Regions from separate parts of the Sus scrofa genome. Here region 1 is linked to region 2. A link is a contact called in public HiChIP or PLAC-seq data. All regions are on one chromosome and are shown on one strand. The core of a region is the stretch at or near the end of the contact, and the rest is flanking DNA. Distances in the headings are between cores, read along the strand shown.

Region 1 (7,647 bases), core at 1,057-3,556, 560 kb after region 2:
AATAAAACAGGACAACTATAGAACTGCTTTGGGGATAATCTAAATTTTTTTTGTTAAAAAAATTACAATTTGCCCTACCATCAGTCCCCCAAGAATCACTGGACTGGTCGTTTACAATGTTTTTACATGACTTTCATAATTTTTTTCCTGACATGAAGAAATACATCATCTCTCTGGTATCCGAAACTAAAAATTGAAGGAAAAAATGCTGAGAAAGTCTTGGACTAATAGTGAGATACTGCAGCCAACTTCCAATTATGAATAATTTAAAAATAACTCATTTTTTTCTAAGCATTTTCTGTACTTAAATGTAGACACGCTTCCCTCTTACAGTAGCTACCACTTTATACAAACAAAACACATACCATGTACTCTCAACTCACACTGTATTTATTAAATGCTGACCAGGGACTCGTTTAGGCATTAAAAAAAAATGAACTGACCCTAGGTCTGAGACAAAAACCTCAAATCTCTTCCCAAGTCTGGTTGGGTTACGGTGATAAACTAAATAAACCTACATCAGGCTAATGTCAAAGATGCTAAGATCTGTGATACCGAGTTTTAAGTGGTTGGAAGGAAGCATTTTAGGGGCGCTGGCCCAGGCACCGCGGATAAACTGAGGCAGTACCACCCCTCAACGCTGCAAGGTGCTTCTGCTTCATGTCTCCAGTCAAATCGGTTGCTACTGCCCTCCCTCAACACCAAAACCGAAACAGCTCTGGGCTCGTATTTAAACTTTCTTTCACAGTTCACTGCTTTCGTGTTTAACTACTTTCTCAAACAGAACCAGCTTTCACCGGTGTTTCCCGGTGAAAGTTACTCCTCTAAGCCTTTGAAAAAGAACGTCTGCTGAAGTTCAGCAAATATACTAAAACTATTGAAATATTTCCAAGACTAACATGAGTAACTTCAAGTCTTGATACGTGATTTCATGAAGAACTTCACAGTAACTCCAGAAGGCAAAGAATGTGTACTTAAATTAGCAAAAACAAAACGTTACCGTAATAACTTCCAAGGCAAGTAGTTAAAAAAAAAAAAAAAAAAAACCAGATCTGAAACTTACAAACTTCCTGTCAAATGATAAAATGTTATGCACGGGTGTTGCTGGCGAGAAATCAACTGCACTCCAAAGTACGTAGTTAACAACGGCGAGCATTTTTTTAAAAACTGGAATTCACAAAGTTAATTTCTCTGCTACTGTTCCACATAAAAACCTCGCTAATTCCGCAAACGTTCTCACTGCAAACCACCCCGATTTACCGACTTTAAGCGCAAAGAGAGCCCGAAAACTGATTTCGGTAAAGCCCATCACTAAGAACAAGACTTCCTCCCCACCTTTCTCTTCCTCCTCTTCCTCCTCCTCGTCGTCCTCGTCCTCCTCTTCACTTTCCTCTCTCGGGCCGGGCATTTCGGGCTCTTTCTCGGACGCGGGCTGGGCGGGGGTTCCCTCTCCCTCCGCAGCAGGGCCCGAGGAGGACATGCTGTGGACCTGCGGGCGGAGAGGAAGCCACACGTCTCGGTCCCCTCGCCTCCGGCGGGAGGACGCGGCGGCCCGGCCGACCCACCTGCTCCGCCCCTGGGACCGCGGGGAAACCTGACCGCAAAGTTGCCTCCCCGCGCAGCCTGGACGGCGGCGCTGTCCCCCACTTCCCCCCGGGGGTGGCTGCCCTCGAGCCCCGCGGCCCGTCCGGGGCCGTCCCGAGGCGGGAAAGCGCGGGCGCCGAGCCGCCCCTCCCACCGTCCTGCCCGCGCCGCCGGCCGCCCCGCGTCCCCTCCCCCGCCCCAGGCCGCCGTCCAAATGGCCGCGGCGGTGCGGGCGGGCCCCGCGGCGCCCTCTCGGCCTCCCCTCCGCCGCCGCGGCCCTCACCGCGGGTCCCGGCCGCCGCGGGCCTGGCGCCGAGGACTCGAAGAGACGCCGGGAGGCGGCGGCGGGCGCCGAAAAGGAGGCGCGCGGGCCGCTCGCTGGCCTGACGCTCACGCCGCGCTCTCGGCTGCCCAGAATCAACAAGATTTTCAAAATGGCGGTTCGGGAAGGAAAGCGGGAATGCGGCGGCCAATCAGGGCCGCGAGCTGGGAGTTGGCGCGCGCGAGGTGGGGGAGGCGGGGCGGCCGGCGCCTCCGCGGGAAGCCCGGGCGGGCAGGGCCGGGGTGGGGCCGTGAGGGGTCCCCCCGGCGGCGGCGGGCGGAGGGGCGGTGCGCTCCGGAGCCGCTTGGGCGGCGTTGGGCGTCCTGTCCCGGCTCCTCCGGGAAAGCGGACAGGCCGCGTCCCGGGCGGCGGGCGGGAGCCGGCGCAGGAACAGCGAGGCGGCGCCGAACGGAAGAACGCTAGGGGGCCTGCAAGTGTATTGTCTCCGCCGCTTGTTCCGGGAAAAAGAGGAGGAGCGGCCGCGGGTTCGGGAGGGGGCGGGCGCGGAGTAGTGAAGAAGTTTACGTCCCGGGAAATCTCTGCTACAGTATTTCCTAGAGGTTGAGGGGAGTTACTCAGTGAGCGTCGTCATTTAGGTCCCGGAGATCGTGCTGTTGATGACTCCCGAACCTGCTGTATTTCAAAGGACCCCATCTCTTGTAAGGTACATCTTCAGGAAAAAGACGCTATCACGTTGAAAGTTCACGTCACTGGAGAGAAAAAGATTTCCAGACCTGTAAATATAGGGGAAAATTGTGGTGTTGGTTATAATAGAGGACATACGGTAGTACGTAGTCCTGAGTCTTCTATTGGAGTTCTAGGCCAGCTCCGAAGATAGCTCTAAAACTCAACATTTAAAAAAACGAACCGCTTTCCCCGCTCAAATATTCCCTCTTAACTGTATATGATTCCTTTCATTTCCCCCCAACCCTTTCACCACCAGCAGCCCCAGGGATCCTTCTACTCGATGAATAGTGGAAATAGGATCAGTTAAATTTGCCTGTATGAACTCAGGTTCGTAGGGCAAAAATAAGATATTTTCTTTGCTTTCCCCTCTTTTCCTTTCGTGCCCCTACTGAAAACATAAGCAAATCCTGTCATTTTTATCCTCAAATTTTAAGCCATTTCCCACTGTACTGATGCCACCCAAATCCGGTCCACTTTCCTCTTTTGCTTGGATTTTGACATAGTCCCTTACTGGTCAGGTGGCTTCCACATTGCTAACCCATCTCCTACCACTCACATAGTAGCAGCCAGGGTGATTTGTTTGTTTTAAATGATCAGATTGGGCACTCTCTTGCTTAAAACTCTCCAATGGATTCCCATCATACTTGGAATAAAATTCAAAGGATTCATGGTTGTTGCTGGATGAAAATCTGCACAACCTAAAAGGTGCAAGTTACGCTTTGTTCAGGGAATGTTCTGAAGACTCTAGCCTCGGAGACAGTCAGATAACTCTGAGGAATTGCTCTGAGTAAATAAGGTAAGAGGATATATAGGAGCTTTGCTGAACAAAAAAACCCATGTAGTCAAACATCAAAAGCTTACTGCTGATCACACACAACAAACCCCCCAAGACATCGCAAGTTAATGCTTTTAGTGCTTTTCTGTGAAAAGGAAAATGCCGCTGTCTGGGCTAGTTGGAAATTATTCCTGAGATATGGATCTTAACTATTCAGGGCCAGTATGCTGTTTTTCTCTGTCCTGAATTTCCCTGAGGGTAAGGTGGTTAATGGCTGGAGGGTGGACAACATTCATTGTTTACTGGAATGGCAGGCAACATTTTTTTGTGCACATGGTTTAAAGCCCTGAGCCTGGAGGAGCTCATTAGTAGAGTGAGCATCCGCAGAGAGGAAGACAGGATGGAATCCAGGAGCTCTCCAATGCTTAGAGGTTCAGGAGAGGAAGTGAAACCAGCAAAGGGGATGAAAGAGCAACGTACTACCTGAAGTGGGAAGAGAATCTAGTGGAAAAGTTTTATCTCAGAAGCCAAGTGATTAAGAAGTGTCTAAGGGGAGAGAGTGGTCAGAAGCACTAAAAGGTCAGGTGAGGAGTTCCAGTTGTGGCTCAGTGGTTAACGAATCCGACTAGGAACCATGAAGTTGCGAGTTTGATCCCTGGCCTCGCTCAGTGGGTTAAGGATCAAAACATAGGCTGGTAGCGACAGCTCTGATTTGACCCCTAGCCCGGAAACCTCCATATGCCGCAGGTGCAGCCCTAAAATAAATAATTAGTTAATGGCCAGGTGAGATGAGAACTGAGAAGTGACCATTGTATAAAAGACGGATGAGTTACCAGCGACACTGACAAGAACTGTTCCTGTGAAGTGGTGAGCATGAGGGTGCCAGCAGTGAGAGCGAGAGAGAAAGGTAGGCAAGCATGGGTTCAGAGGTGTTTTGCTGTTTTCGGGGAGCAGAGAAATGGAGCAGTAACTCAAAGCAAGTTTGGTTTTTAAGAAGGGAGCTGTTACTGTATTTGTTTTCTGTTTTTGGACTTGCCTGCAGTGGGGAAGTTCCCAGGAGAGGGATCAAATCTGCACTATGGCAGTGACCCCAGCCACAGCAGTGACAACACAACACCAGATCCTTAACCACTAAGCCACCAGGGAACTTCCCCAAATAATACAGTCCTTCTTTTTTTTTTTTTTTAAAAGCCACACTTGTGGCAAATGGAAGTTCCTAGGCTAGGGGGTGAATTGGAGCTGTGGCTGTTGGCCTATGCCACAGCCACGCCAGATTCAAGTGGTATTGCTGGATCCTTAACCCACTTGAGTGGGGCCAGGGATTAAATCAGCATCCTCATGAATACTAATTAGGTTTGTTACTGCTGAACCACAATGGGAATTCCCCCAAATAAATTCTTACTATGAAGATTCAGGGCATTTTTTGGTTTAATATAATGAGATGGTATATTAGGATAAGTTCTTTTTTTTCGTTTTTGTCTTTTTAGGGTCACATCTGCAGCATATGGAGGTTCCCGGGCTAGGGGGTGAATCAGAGCTGTAGCTGCCAGACTACACCACAGCCGCAGCAATGCAGGATCCAAGCCGAGTCTGCAACCTACACCACAGCTAACGTCAACACCGGATCCTTAATCCACCGAGCAAGGCTAGGGATCGAACCTTCGTCCTCATGGATGCTAGTAAGATTCGTTTCCACTGAATCACGATGGGAACTCCTGGATAAGACAAATTCTTTTGGCAAAAGTTGTTTTAATTGTGTTTAACAACAGAATTTTATTTCTCAGAGTGAGAAAAGCCCTGTCACTCAGGTCAGGCAACTCCCTAGGGCTGCCCTTCCTATGGTTTAGTCATTGTTCTTGATTCCTTTGATCTTAGAGATCCACCATCTTGACATGAGTACCTAGTGTTCACAGTGTTAGGGGAATAGAACAGGCCAAGAACCCAGACCTGCTCGTCTAGGATTCTGCTCATTGGCTACTGGCCAGATGGGTCAGACTGCCCAGCTCACTGCAAAGAATCTAGGCAAACATGGGGCCACATACTGGTGAGCATTGCTGTCTCTGCACAGAAGGCCTGATAACAAGCAAATAAGTTGCAATTGGGATGAGTGGGGCACGTGCCTGAAAATATTTGTTGGTTTTATTTTGGACATATTAAAGCCCCAATTCTTGAATTTGTTGTTTCATTTTTGCCTTGAGAAGTTTTTACATACATGGCACCCAGATGTCTCTCTTATACCCATATCTAGCTCTTACACACACTTATCTATCTTTCCCAGACTATGAGCTTCATGGGCAGAGGCCACATCCATGCTATTTATTCTTCTCTCCCAATCCTTGGCACTGTGCCTGACACAAATACTTTTAAAGTGTTTCATTGAAATGCATCCCCTTTCGATTCAATGACAGTGGCATGAGTCTGTTGTCTGGATGCTATTTAAAGACCTTCTAGCAATATCTACTCCGTAAATTTACATGACTTGCACAAGCTGATGATTTGGTTCTCATTTTAAAACCCAGTCATAAATATATATAAATATAGCAACACATTTGGTTCTTCTAACAACAAGATATCATACACTATTTTGGTAGAAAGAGTTAGCCTAAGTACACAGGTTAGTAATTTGAGATTAGGTTTGAAAATAATGTGAATGCAATGGTATCCAGTTGGTTGATAAACTGGATATTCTAGCTCTGACAGTGGCCAGAGAAGACTATTCAAAGTAAACAGTAGGAGAAGGTGAGGAAAATGGTAGTGAGACTTAATAAAAGTTGGAGAACAAAGGATAGCTGGTTACCAGACTTTGGCCCCAGCATTTAATTTTGCTCTAAATTTAGCAAATATGACTTATAATATTTTACTAGCATAACTATCAATCGTTTTATGGAAGGTGCCCAAGAAATAGAGAAGATAGAGCTTTGATATTATTCCCTTGTTTGCTGTGAAATGAGATCATCACTGTTGGAAGGGGCTTTTCTCCTTATGGACTAACAGCCAGTGTTTAGATTATTTTATTTATTTATTTTTCCTCTTTTTGTCTTTTTGTTGTTGTTGTTGTTGCTATTTCTTGGGCCGCTCCCACGGCATATGGAGGTTCCCAGGCTAGGGGTTGAATCGGAGCTGTAGCCACCAGCCTACGCCAGAGCCACAGCAACGCGGGATCCGAGCCGCGTCTGTGACCTACACCACAGCTCACGGCAACGCCGGATCGTTAACCCACTGAGCAAGGGCAGGGACCGAACCCGCAACCTCATGGTTCCTAGTCGGATTCGTTAACCACTGCGCCACGACGGGAACTCCTAGATTATTTTTAATACCATCGCTATTGGCAGAATCATAACATCAGAGGCAGACAAGTGTTTTCCACTATAAATTGGAGAGAAATCCTCAACCTTGTCACAAGATTGTCAAATGGAGTGTTATCTTAGAAAATAGTTCGGCAACTCTAAAACATTCCTATAAATCTTATTTTGAATCTAAAGACTTTTATATATGAACTATTTCCTTTAAAATTTATTCTTCATTTTAAGGAACTAGAGATTTGGGTGGGTATCTGCCCTCTAGGCAGATTGGGTTTAAGAAGTTAAATTTAGAAGAAATGGATGTTTGCAGATGAAGAAAAGATTTTTGTAAGATTTTAATTTTTTTCTATTATAGTTGATTCACAATGTTCTGTCAATTTCTGCAGTGCAGCAAAATAACCCCGTCATATATACATAGACATATTCTTTTTTTCACATTATCTTCCATCGTGTTCCATCACAAGTGATTAGATGTAGCTCCCTGTGTTATACAGCAGGATCTCATTTCCTATTCATTCCAAAGGAAAGATTTTTTTAAAATTATGCTACCTCCTGGAGTTCCCGTCGTGGCTCAGTGGTTAACGAATCTGACTAGGAACCATGAGGTTGCAGGTTCGGTCTCTGCCCTTGCTCAGTGAGTTAAGGATCTGGCGCTGCTGTGAGCTGTGGTGTAGGTTGCAGATGCAGCTCGGATCCTGCGTTGCTGTGGCTCTGGCGTAGGCCGGTGGCTACAGCTCCGATTCGACCCCTAGCCTGGGAACCTCCATATGCCGCGAGAGCGGCCCAAGCAAAAGGCAAAAATACAAAAAATAAATAAATAATTATACTACCTCCTAATACTGTTTTTTTTTGGAAAAATGCACTCATTTTATCTCTTTCTCATCCACATCTCAAACTAATGCAGTGATTCCCAAGTGCGGGAGGGGGCATTATGCTCCCAGGGGACATTTGGCAATGTCTGGGGACATTTTTGGCTG
Region 2 (6,586 bases), core at 2,664-5,163:
TTCACTTTCTTCTTTGAGTATTTTAAATGTTTCACCATTTTCTCCTTACATGAAGTGTTAATGTTGAAGTCTTATGGTAATCCAGTTTTCTTTCTCTCAAAATTGTTTGGCTTAAACAACCATTTTTCAAAATGCAAAGTCGAGTGGTTTTACTAGAATAAATCTTGTTCATTCTCATTGTTTTCAGCTACACAATATACTCTTTAAGTAGAGGTTTCAAACATATATATGAATATACATATAAATATATGCGAATATATATTAATAGAATATACATATTCTATTCCAGGAAAAGTTGTCTTGAATTTTACAGTGTTGTATTTGTTCTGTTAGCTAGCTCTGTTTTTTTTTTTTAAATCAGGAACTCTTTATCCATATGTTGGATCTTCTTTACCTATTTTCAGCATTTATCTTTTCTCAAACATTTCTACCTGTTTCTGTCTATCTTTTATTTTGTTTTGCTTTTTTAGGGCTACACCCATGGCATATGGAGGTTCCCAGGCTAGGGGTCGAATCAAAGGTAGAGCTGCCAGCCTACACCACAGCAACATCAGACCTGAGCTGCATCTGCAACCTGCACCACAGCTCACAGCAATGCCAGATCCTTAACCCATTGAGTGAGGCCAGGGATCAAACCCACAACCTCATGGTTCCTAGTCAGATTTTTTTCCACTGTGCCACAATGGGAACTCCTATATTTCTTTATTTAAAATCTCAAATTCTAGCTCTCTTGGTCACCATCTGTGTTTGTTTGTTCCTATGTTCCTTCTAGTTTAGTACTTTCTGAAACCACATTTTCTCTTATTTTTAATTATTTCCCAAGTTCCTTCTGAATTTTTCTTATTCTGATTTTTGTTCCACATCCTATGTAATTTTCTTTTTTTTTTTTTTTGTCTTTTGTCGTTGTTGTTGTTGTTGCTGTTGCTATTCTATGTAATTTTCTTAATACCTTTACAGTTTTGATCTGATGGGGGGACATTGACACTACTCAATTTTGTATTAGTGGTTTGATCCTATCCTCTTCCGTTTTGGGGTTTTTAGAGTTATCTGTTACCTAGTTTTGTTGAAAATGGTGTTCCATGCCTTTTTGGTTTCATTATACACAGTATTTTTTTGATGTGGTGATTCGTGGAGATTGAAAATTCATGTACAGCCATATTTCCAGAATCCATTTATTTTATTTCCTCACCAGCAGCATATGGAAGTTCCTGGGCTCGGGGTCAAACTGGAGCTGCAGCTGCTGGCCTACACCACAGCTGCAGCAATTCTGGATCTGAGCTGCATCTGCAGCCTGTGCCCCAGTTTGTGGCAATGCCAGATCCTTAACCCACTGAGTGAAGCCAGGGATGGAACCCACATCCTCATGGACACTATGTTGGGTTCTTAATCTGCTGAGCCACAACAGGAGCTCTTGTTTGTGTTATTGATGTCAGTGCTTAGCTGAGTGTGATGGAAAGGGACTAGAGTTGATCAGAATGTTGTTTGGTGCATTACATCACATCCTCATTCTTGAGTGCTGGTTTACTTGGTTATAATATTATAGGTTGTCCAGTTTCCTCACTGTACTATTATGTGTTACACTATCTTCAGCATATTTTTACTTTTGACAGTTTGGCTTCCAGTCTAAATGTCATTTCTTTCCAGTTAGGTTTTGCTTTAACTACTGTTATTTAAGATCATTTTTCTCTTGAATTTCATCATGTATATTCATGTATGTGTTATATGTATATATACATTGTTTATCCAAGACTTGATGCACTTCTTCAATCTAAAGAGTTAATATTTCTTCAATTCTAGAAAATAACTGGCCATTATTTCTTTTTTTCTCTTTTGGGATGCCTATGAAATGTACTGTTAACACTTTTTTTTTTTTTTTTTTTTTTTTTTAGGGCTGCACCCGTGGCACATGGAAGTTCCCAGGCTAGGGGTCAAATCAGAGCTACAGCTGCCTGCTTACACCACAACCACAACAATGCCACATCCGAGCTGTATCTGCAACCTACACCATAGCTCACAGCAACACCTCATCCTTAACTGACTGAGCAAGGCCAGGGATTGGACCAGCATCCTCGTGGTTAGTAGTTGGGTTTGTTTCCACTGAGCCACAACAGGAACTCCCTGTCGACACTTCTTATATAGAACCTCTGAATTTGTTGGTTACAAAAGGCAATGACTTTTTTTTTTTTTTTTTTTTTTTTTTTTGCTTAAGCCCATTAGAATTAAGTTTCTCACTGAAACACTCTTACTTTCTCAAAAGCAAGTCAGAGAAAGTTCCAGGAATCGCCTGTTTTTCTCTACTTTATTATCTATAAACTTCTGAACATTTTATGCAAGTCAGTAAATTCATTTACTTTTTCTCCCTTGAGTCAGTTACAATTGGGTTTCTGACAACTGCCACCAAGAATCTTAATATAAAGGTCTACTATGTGAGTGATAGTATACCAGGTGCTACCTCTTCAGTGGTATTCAACACACAGTCTGTGTCTCCAATAACCACAATATTTCACAATCATTCTATGTCATCTTCACTTCTTTATTCCTGCTTCTCCTGCCTTCCCAATCCAAACTTGGAATGCAAGTTTTATTGTTACAACTTCCTCACAGTTGATTTGTAAAACCACATTTGGAAGGATAACCTTTCTATCTATATGGGCTTTCTCATGTTTTGGATTCATATTGCACTGGTATTATCTTAAGTAGGTCTTCAAGTGTTTCATGAAAATGTCCCTTTAAACCAAACCCCTATATTAGCTTCCTAAGGGCTAAGGTTAAGCTTTTTTGTTTACTTCACCCACGGCATAGGGAAGTTCCAGGGCCAGGGACTGAATCCAAGCCACAGCTACGGCATCACGGGATCCTTAACCCACTGTGCCAGGCAGGGGACTGAATCTGCACTTCCCCAGTGATTCAAGCCACTGCATTCGGAATCCTTAACTCCTAAGACTTTTACTTTTATCTCCTAGAGCAAAGTCAATAATGATTCTGGGAATCCCTCTTAACAAATAGACCTACAGTATAGACCCACAGTACTAAGCCCCTGTAGATCTTTTGTATGGAACTGGGGATACAAAGACATATTTCTATCACTTAACCAACTTAAGGACATAGGAAAGTATATTAAAATATAAATACATAAGGTACCATATATAATTCAGAAGAAGAGGAAACCATGCCTGATCTGTGGTAGTGGGAGCAGATTCCAAAGCCCTGAGATATGGATAGGGCCCTGCCTTAACAGAAAATAAAGGAAAAGGCAGGTGCCAGAGGGCGAGACCGTGGGTCTGAGGAAAGGCACGGTTTTGCTGGCGTATCAGGCTTGTGTGTGCAGCACTGGAAAGTAGGATTTTAGGAACAGAAGTTAGCTCCAGAATCAAGACAGAGTCTAGCTCTTAAAGTAGCATAATCTCTTTCTTATTACAATGAAGATCGCTGCAGCTGAGTCGTACTATCCTGATACGTCTGTTTAGTTTGGTTATTAGTTTCTAATTCTCTTAGAGGATTGTCTCGTATCACCTTGCTGAGTACAAATGGGTGAGAACTACCTAATGGAATGAATGCAGACAGAAATACGCAACAAGCCCCGTGTCTAGTGATCAAGACAATCGCGTCTCCGTAATAGAAAGGGGGGCACACACCCTTGGGACTTCTCATAAATCCCCCTTTCTCCATCAGCTGTTTCTCCCGGGACAGCCCCAGTCCTCAGCCGGTGGGAATATCAAGAGAAGCCTCCGGCCTTAATTAAAAACGCAAGAGGTGTACGGGGCGTGGGTGTTGGCGGTGACAGTCTGGACCTACAACTAGTAAGCGCAGGACGCCCAATTCCAGTGTCAGCCTCCGAAGCCAGCTCGGGAACACGAAGGCCCACTTCCCTGCCCCGCCTCCTTGCCCCGCCCCGCGCCGGCGACGCGGAAGGGGGGGTTTCCGCTTCCGGTGGTGGATTGTTGACGCTCGCGGCTGCTGCGGTGGCTACGGGGCCGTTGGGGAGGGGCAAGCGGGGCAGGAGACGGCGCAGTGACAGGACCGCTGAGGGTGCTGCTGAGGCGACGATGGCAGAGGGGCCGGAGGAAGCTCGAGGCCGCCCTCCTGGGCAGGACGACGGCGGAGGGGACCACGAGCCCGTCCCTGCCCTGAGAGGCCTTCCTGCTGCCGCCGCCCCACGCCCCCGAGACGGGCCGCAGGCCGAACCCCAGGCCCCGGGCCGGCCCCCAGCCTCGGGCCTCGCGGCCGCCGCCAAGACCTCGGAGCCGGCGCGCGAGCCCGGGAATCGCGGGGAGGCGGGCTCGGGCTCCGGCTCGGGAATGCAGGCGCCGGCAGGCTGCGAGGCACCCGAGGCCGGGGCGCCGCGGGAGAGGCCGGCGCGGCTGAGCGCCCGCGAGTACTCCCGGCAGGTGCACGAGTGGCTGTGGCAGTCTTATTGCGGCTACCTCACCTGGCACAGCGGCCTGGCCGCCTTCCCCGCCTACTGCAGCCCCCAGCCGCCCGCGCCGAACTACAGCTCGGGCGCCGCCGCCGCTGCCGCCGCCGCCCCTCAGACCGCCGCGCCGCCGCCCCTCCAGCTGGGCTACTACAACCCCTTCTACTTCCTGAGCGCCGCGGCGGCCCGGCCTGAGCCGGGGGCAGCCGCCGGCGTTGCCACTCCCGCCCCGGTCGGTGGCCCGGGAGGCCGCGCCCCTCACGTGCAGCCTTCGGCCCGGGCAGCCCCAGTGGCCAGGGTAGCATCCGCCGCCGCTTCGCGAGCCCCGAGCGAGACTGGGCGGCAGGCAGGTGAGAAGGCTCTTCAGGGAAGGACCTGGGGGTAGAGCCGGCGCGGTTGTTTCTCGTCCGTCAGCTGGGGTTGGCCCAGGCCTTCTGTTCCCCAAGTGTACAGCCAGGTTCTAGTTTGCTTTTTCTTTAGACCTGGCGGTCTCAGTTGACTCCTGGGACTAATCGTTCACACGTGTAAAGACCATTCTCTTACTTTGATCTCCATGCTCTGGAGTGAGGTCCAAAGCTTAGTTCTCGGATGGCAAAGTTCACCATGGAGGGAGGAGGAGTTTTGACTGGTAATGCTGGAAATAACCCAGACATGGCTTTATTATATATATTACCCAGCATATGATAACATAGGTGAAATATATATAATTAATAGCGCTTGTGTGTATTAGGGACAACGGAACTGATGGATAATAAGATTTACACGAATCCAAATGGAGTTACAACCTTTGGGCCTTGGCTTAATCTTGTAGATTGTTTACTTCTGTTTGGGAATTAGAATACTTTTAATTATTTACACTTTTTAGTTTATTATTTAGACTTTTTATTTTAATTCAACCACAGATAATATGGGACAGACCTAGTTGCTGGAATTTGCAAGCTCCCTGGGAATCATTGGGTTTGTTACATAGAAAGCAAGACAAACTAAATGAATAAGGGTGAGATGAGGAGCACAGGGATTTACTTTGTACTAATTGTCTAAACTTAACCTTGATATTTTGCTAACAGATATTTAATTTTGTGTCATAGTCTTGCAACCACCTGGATTCTGCCCATTTGAATCCCTAGTGAAATGTATTGAGTACCTTCAGTAGTGAAATTTATCTGTGAAGTCATTTTGAAACAGTAAGGGGGTAAAAACAATTTTAAACTGCTCAGTTAAGTAGTGAAGTGGTGTTGCTGTATTATTAAAATAATAACATGCCTTATTGGAGTCAATTTCAACAAATGTTGCAAAAGTTATAATTTTTTTTTTTTTAATCAGCAAGTTGTACCTTTATACTCCTCATTCATTTCCTAACTTGGGTTCCAAGGTCTGTGCGCAATGACTAGTTTTCCTAATTTTTTTCTTTTTTTTTAATTTACAGGCAGAGAGTATGTTATTCCATCCTTGGCCCACAGATTTATGGCAGAGATGGTGGATTTCTTTATTCTCTTCTTTATAAAAGCAACCATTGTCTTAACCATTATGCACCTCAGTGGAATAAAGTAAGTTAAGGCCATTTGCAGAAAGGTTTTAATGTCTAGAGATCTTGCTTTAGTTCTTTTCATGCCTGCTTGCGACCATATGGATAATTTGTGTGCCATTAACAATTTCATTATAGGAGCTTTGTCAGGTTTATTTTCTTGTTGGTTTTAAGAAATAACTACAAAAGGGAGAACAAGACGTAATAAATTCTGTAAGGTGTGGGGGAATTTTACCTATCAAGACTAAGTAAAAGGAACCTGCAAACCTGAATTTGAATTTATTCACTGTTTTCTTAAGCCAGTTACTAATTTGTCTCTTACAGTCATGTTCAGAGTGGAGTATCTAAAGACCAAGGCATAAAGAGTTTTTAGTAGATGAACTATTAAATAATCAGCGAGGTAGCACTTGCAAATGGGGTTGCTTATACTGTCAGACAAGTTCCCAGTAAATTGAAAGTGAGCCATTTATCTGAATAATCTTCCTTTCAGATTAGTAATCTTAATAGCAGTTATCACTTCCTAAGCACTTTCTATAGGCTAGACTTCATATGGATTCTTAATTTTATTGGAGTATAGCAGACTCACAATGTTATGTTACTTTCAGGTGTACAGCAAAGTGAATCAGTTATACATTCATTCCTCTTCA

The links. HiChIP or PLAC-seq counts read pairs in DNA pulled down with a chosen protein or histone mark.
Region 1: an H3K27ac HiChIP or PLAC-seq map of alveolar macrophages shows a contact between it and region 2. The contact joins the promoter of DEK here to the promoter of FAM8A1 in region 2. A contact is called at or near these places in 1 of 5 promoter capture datasets (fetal skeletal muscle) and 2 of 2 datasets of contacts at active chromatin or transcription factors (alveolar macrophages and skeletal muscle).

The regions. Positions count from the first base shown.
Region 1 is chr7:13,933,171-13,940,817 of Sscrofa11.1, forward strand. It overlaps DEK (protein DEK), which reads right to left and starts at 2,307. Exons shown (of 11, transcript XM_001927909.6): 1 at 1,868-2,307; 2 at 1,336-1,489. The coding sequence starts at 1,480.
Region 2 is chr7:13,374,216-13,380,801 of Sscrofa11.1, forward strand. It overlaps FAM8A1 (protein FAM8A1), which reads left to right and starts at 3,914. Exons shown (of 4, transcript XM_021100215.1): 1 at 3,914-4,764; 2 at 5,841-5,961. The coding sequence starts at 4,047.